Linked DNA regions of Gossypium arboreum: region 2 is linked to region 1. The links are chromatin contacts, called in public Hi-C maps. All regions are on one chromosome and are shown on one strand. Each heading gives the region's core, a stretch centred on a gene start, on an enhancer-like site or on the middle of the called end of the contact. The rest is flanking DNA. Distances are from core to core; before and after follow the strand shown. Region 1 holds the start of LOC108480823 (protein yippee-like At5g53940). Region 2 has its middle 12 kb from the start of LOC128287603.

Evidence for each region. A called contact is a pair of places that touch in the nucleus more often than the background predicts.
Region 2: a Hi-C map of leaf shows a contact between it and region 1, with 4 times the contacts expected there. The contact joins the enhancer-like site here to the promoter of LOC108480823 in region 1. A contact is called at or near these places in 4 of 5 Hi-C or Micro-C datasets (all in leaf).

Annotation. Positions count from the first base shown.
Region 1 is chr1:114,926,494-114,929,418 of ASM2569848v2, reverse strand. LOC108480823 (protein yippee-like At5g53940) reads left to right here and starts at 1,499. Exons shown (of 6, transcript XM_053030801.1): 1 at 1,499-1,816; 2 at 2,540-2,583; 3 at 2,738-2,924. The coding sequence starts at 1,721.
Region 2 is chr1:115,011,220-115,014,122 of ASM2569848v2, reverse strand. No RefSeq gene overlaps it. Among protein-coding and RNA genes, the nearest start is that of LOC128287603, 12 kb to the left of the region's middle. Within about 2 kb of position 1,477, at least 2 of the 2 cell types and tissues checked have an H3K27ac peak or open chromatin away from gene starts, as enhancers often do. A contact at or near this core is called in leaf, where this site is marked.

The DNA.
Region 1 (2,925 bases), core at 250-2,749:
ATTATTTTTGCCATTTTACTATACAATTAATTAATTTGAGTCTTATATTTATTATTATTTTTATTATTATTTTGAGTATTATTATTTCTATTATTGCTATTACTATTGTTTTTATTTGTATTATTACTGTCATTATCATTATTATTATTATTTATTATTATGTTTAAACTTTTCTTCATGTGATTTATTTTGTTTTTATATATGTATATACATTACTTATTCTAGATTTTGTCATATATTATTATTTTAAAAAATCATTTTGTATATTATTGATTTTCAAATCCTTTTCTTACATTATTATTGTTTTTAAAAAAGCATTTTGTATATTGCATTATTATTGATGTTTTTTAGTGTATTAATAACAAAATTTCATTTATATAAAAAATAAAAATATTTTTAAAGCAATATTTATTCCTTTTAAATAATAAAATTTTAATAATTTTATAATTAAATTTGAATTCGGTTGATGATATTACCAACTTAATTATACTTTTAACATATACTATGAAAGATTAAAAAATAATTTTTAAAAATAATTTAAAGTTAATCAAATACTAATGTGTTTTCTTTTTCTTTTCTTTTAAAAACTTTGTTGATTAATTTTATAATATTATGGCTTTGTTTTATTATTAGGATGGTTTTTCAATATTTTGAGTAATATTATTAACATTGGTTTTAAAGATTGATTAATACAATCTTTAAAAGGATTACAATCGGTTATTTTTTAATATTAAATTTCTTGAATATTATTAAAAATAGCACTTTCGCTTAGATATTATCGTTAGCTAGTGTGATTGTCGTCAATCTTGTATTTGTGTTCATATTGTGTTTGATATATTGGCACTATCGTAGTATCAAAAAAGCACTCAAGTGACTTTTATTTTTTATGAAAAAAACTACTAGTTATATATTGGCATCATAAAAACTTATTCTCTAATATAATTGTAGGAGTTCTCATTTATTTTACGATATGATATTAGTTCTGTTTGTGCCGAGAATGGCATTCAAGTAAAGCCTCCTAACAATGCTATCATCAAAATTCGATCTTAATCCAAATCCTTGAGAAAGCAGTCCACTCCAACACTTGAGCTAATTGTATGTTGACCTCAAAAACTTTAATGAAAACAATAATATGATTGGTTTTACATTTAGTCATATTATATATTAGCATATTGAATATTAATATTACAAATTAATTTATATGAATTTTTTAAACATTTTAATTTTTTTTTAAAATTAACTCCACCGTCAAAATTTTCACCAAAGCTTCCAACCCAGATTCTATTAAAATAAATTCACCAAAAAAAGGGAAACTAAATCATAAAAGAAAAGAACTTTGAATGAAAAATGCCAAAAATTTTACAGTTATAGCAAGTTGTTTATGAAAATTTAATCTCTTACTAGAGATGGACTTATTATCCTTTTTGTTTGATTCTTGGTCATGGATCTAGAATTAAACTTGATTGACAAAAGCCCAATTCAACTTAAGTACTTAACCACAGTTGAACCCTTTCATGGGCTTTACCCCAAAACTCCCACAATCATTATCACCACGTATCATTTTGTCATCATCACCCCTATTATGTCATCTAATCCCCACCCCTCCACAATTTCTTTTAATACCTTTTCTCCATCGTAGAAACTAGAATCCAAGATTTTGCCATAGCAGTGTAAAGAACAAAAAGAAAAAAAAAAGAATATATATATATATAGAGGGAAAATGGGAAGGATATTTGTGGTTGAGCTTGATGGAAGGTCTTATAGATGCAAGTTTTGTAGAACTCACTTGGCTCTCCCTGATGATCTTGTTTCCAGGGTACCAACTTTCATTTTCTTCTCTTTATCTCCTTTGTGTTTCTGGGTTTTTCATTTCTGAGCCATTTGTTTTGCAGTTATCATCTAAAAATTATGTTTTGGTAGTAAAAGTTGGTTCTTGTAGTTATTATTGATGAAAGAAAGCTTAAAGTTGACAACTTTTGATGTTTGGATCCTGTTGTCTTTAGCTAGGTAACACTAGAAACATGATCAATAACAGTACTATTGGTTTTATGATAGGTTGTTGATGATAGGTTGTGAAATGAATATGTGTGTTTTGTGCAAATGTAGTTGCCATTTAAGGGAAGATTAAATAGGAGAACCTCACAGTTTAGGATTTTGGGGAATTGGGGGAAAATGTGAAATTTCAGTAAAGATTAGGATTCCATTTACTTGTCAATTAGGAACTTGATTTGTCTCTGTTGATTTAAAATCACAAATGTGGAACTCATGGACATAACAACAGTTTCACCAAAAGACCTCATCCTCTTTTAAGATTGGGAAATTTCTTGGGTTGATGCAATCATTTATGCCTTAGCTAAGAGCCTTTATGTTCTTAAAATTATGTTCTTAAAATTACTAAACCTGAAGGTTTATTTGCTTTTCCAATGAGCTTTAGTTTGATGTATCAATTATGTGTCGTTAAATTTTGATATTAACAGTATGCAATGCATAGTTGTACTCCATGCTAACAACTTCTTTCGAATTTTCTCCATTTGTTCAGTCTTTCCATTGTCGCCGGGGGAAAGCCTACCTCTTCAATAATGCGTAAGATCTCATAGTTTCTTCGAAGATTGCTTGACTGATTTCTTTTCCCTTTTTCTTTAATGGAATGTTCATTTGGTTATCCGGATCTCATACCTTATTCTTGGCTGTGCAATACTGAAATTTTCCTATTACACCATCACGATCTTTACAAAAGCAATGAATCTTCAAAGTCTCGTAAGTGCGCGACATTTGAAGCTTTGAATCGCTTATTGTTTAGAATTCCATTCTCCAGGGTGAACATAACAGTTGGAGCCTTGGAAGAGAGGGTGATGTTATCTGGAATGCATACTGTGGCTGATATATTTTGCTGCTGTTGTGGACAAATTGTTGGCTGGAAATACG
Region 2 (2,903 bases), core at 228-2,727, 85 kb before region 1:
AAAGGTCCCACCTTTTATCAATCATCAATTCACCACCTTCACACACTAATTTCATTATTTTTATAATTTTAATTTTATTATTTTATTATTCTTTATTTTTTATAGAAAAGTAATTATACAGCGACCTAAGAAAATAATATTTACTTTTAGGGTTTGCTTTATTTACAATTAAGCTTACCCGTCGATGGGTTCACTATATCAATTAAAATATATTTAATTATTATGTAAAATATTTTAATTAAATTTTAGTTTTCAAATTTTTATTTAAAGTATAAAACTGTAAACTTTTAACAATGGGATAATTACATTTATATGGGATAATTACATTTATAGTCCCTCCCAGAATTAAATAAAAAATATAACTTCAATTTTTTGAAAATTTAATAATTTAAATTTAAGCATTCTTAATACAAAATTTTTAGCTTTAGTCCCCCAAATTTTATAATTGTATCTTGGTCTCCTCTAAACAAATTTTTTGATTCGCCACTATTTGCTAAAAACTTTTAATTTAATGATAATTTAAGATACTTATTACTGTAAATAATTTTTATTTTTAACTTTATGTAAATAAAATTTAAATTTAATTTAATTTAACTTAACTTAACTTAACTTAACTTAAAATTTTTAAATAAAATTACTTAGAAATATTGGCAAATTAAAATAAATTTTTAAATAGTTTTAACTTTTAAAATGTTTTAGTTTTTAACATATTTAAAAAATTATTAAAGTTTTTAAACGTTTAAGTGAAACAATTTTTTTTCTAACAGCCTTAAATAATTTTTAAAACAATTATAATATTAAGCATTTTTAATATATATATATATATATATAATAATATATATTTATATTGATTCAAAACATAAATGTTATATATATATATTCATTATTAAATTAAATAGTTAAATAATGTGATTAATAGTGGAATAAATAAAATATTTGAATTTCAGATGTGTCGCAAAGAAAGAGCTGCCACTTGTTGCAATTTTAAATACTCCAAATCATAAACCTTCCATTTTTTTGTGTATTTATCTTATACTACAATATAAATACTAATATTTTTTCCGTGCAATGCTCAGGTTAATTATATGTATTAATTAAAGTATAAAATATTTTAAATTTAATACTAAGAAAAATTTGAAATAAATAATATTAGTAAAACTAAAGAAATAAATTCAAAATTAGATTATACATTTCCCATATAAAAATAATTGAGTTAAACAAAGAAATTTCATAAGGAATTGAATTATTGAAGTAGAAATAAATAAATCCCAGGTTGTAAAACTACCCCACCTAAGATATTGCCACGTTACTTGATCCTAAAACGGATGTTGACGTGTCAAAGATCAAAGGCGTACGGGTTCCGCATTATTGATACTGCCAGTGTACAATATTAATAAAATTACGCCATTAGCCTATCTGGGACTACGGTTGGGGGGCGCATTTTAGCGGAAGAGATTAAGGGTGGGCCAATACGCCCTGACTCGCACTACAAGGGGCCACAGGTGGAGGGCGGCGCGGCTTACTTCACCTTGTCGTCACTGGCGCTATCCCTCTGTCGGTTTTTCACCTTTGTTTTATCTTTTGTTTGATTGTATTCCAAATGATTTTGTGAAAAAGAAATTAATTTAATATAAAGGATTTTGCTGATGAGTGATATTGTGAAGCTACACCTCTTGTATAAATGTTGGGTTGGAATGGAATTAGAGAACTAAAATCATATCAATATTTGAGATTTTGTTTATAGCAAGCGTGAATAATTTTTTTTATTAAAATCAACTTTAGCATAAATTTTATGTGACAACAAATGAATAAATAAGAAATTTTGAATGAGAAAAGGTATATTGTTAATCATGGGAAGATGATTAGAGTTCAACACCACCAATTATATTTATATTATTAAAGTAGTGAAGTAATTAATAATATACAAAAAAAAAAAAGAAAAGAAGCAGGTAAACTATTGAGGAATATCTAAAGCACGTGATGGAGGAAAAAAAGGTCAAAACCAATAAAAAAGAAAAGAAGGAATCAAATTCCAATGAAATACACTTAAATTTTTCACCAATATGGGGAGCATTGGAAATGTTGTTTTTCCGTTTGAGAAAAGAAAGTGAGATCTTGCATGGATTTGCTAAGGGCCAATGCTCAAGAAACAAAGGAAGGTTTGGTTAGCATTTCGAAGAAGAGAAATAAAAGAGCACAGCACAGCACAGCACAGCACAGCCGTAAAATGGCAATGGGGGTTTGAAAACTGAGAGAAGAAAGGGAGGGAATGGCCAAAATAGGAGAAGAAGAAGGGGGGTATTATTTGGCTTTTTTAGGAAACGACTGTTGGAAAAGAAGCATTGGGTATTGGTTTGACAACTAGAATCATGGAACTGCTCACACTGCCCAAATGAAAATATAAAAAAGAAAAGAAGAAAGACCTAAGCATGCAGAATTGCAGATTGAGGAGATGATTTGATGTAAAGCCTGTGGGCAAAGGTAAAATCTCAAAATCCGAGCATGACGCGTCAAAATCTGGTAGCTCTTTGTTGGTGATTGGTGATGGATGGGATTGGTTGAATTGATGCATGCATGGTAATCTAATCATTTCATCGATTGAAATTCCAAAAAGAAGATAAAAAAAAGTGTGCACACAAACACATTACCGTTATTTTTAAAATCAAAGAACCCCCTTTTTTCCAAAACATAATCGTAAGATAATGCACTTAGCAACCAACAATCAATATGTTAATACATAATTAGTCTTTAATGATGCAGTACGTGTTTACTTACAATTGAAATTTAAAATCACTGTTTTAACATTTTGCTCTCTTTTTTATTTTTGTCATCTATAAACCTTTTTCTTCGTTGCATCTATCTATGTTGATTGGGTTGATTTCTACCCATTTATAACGACTAAT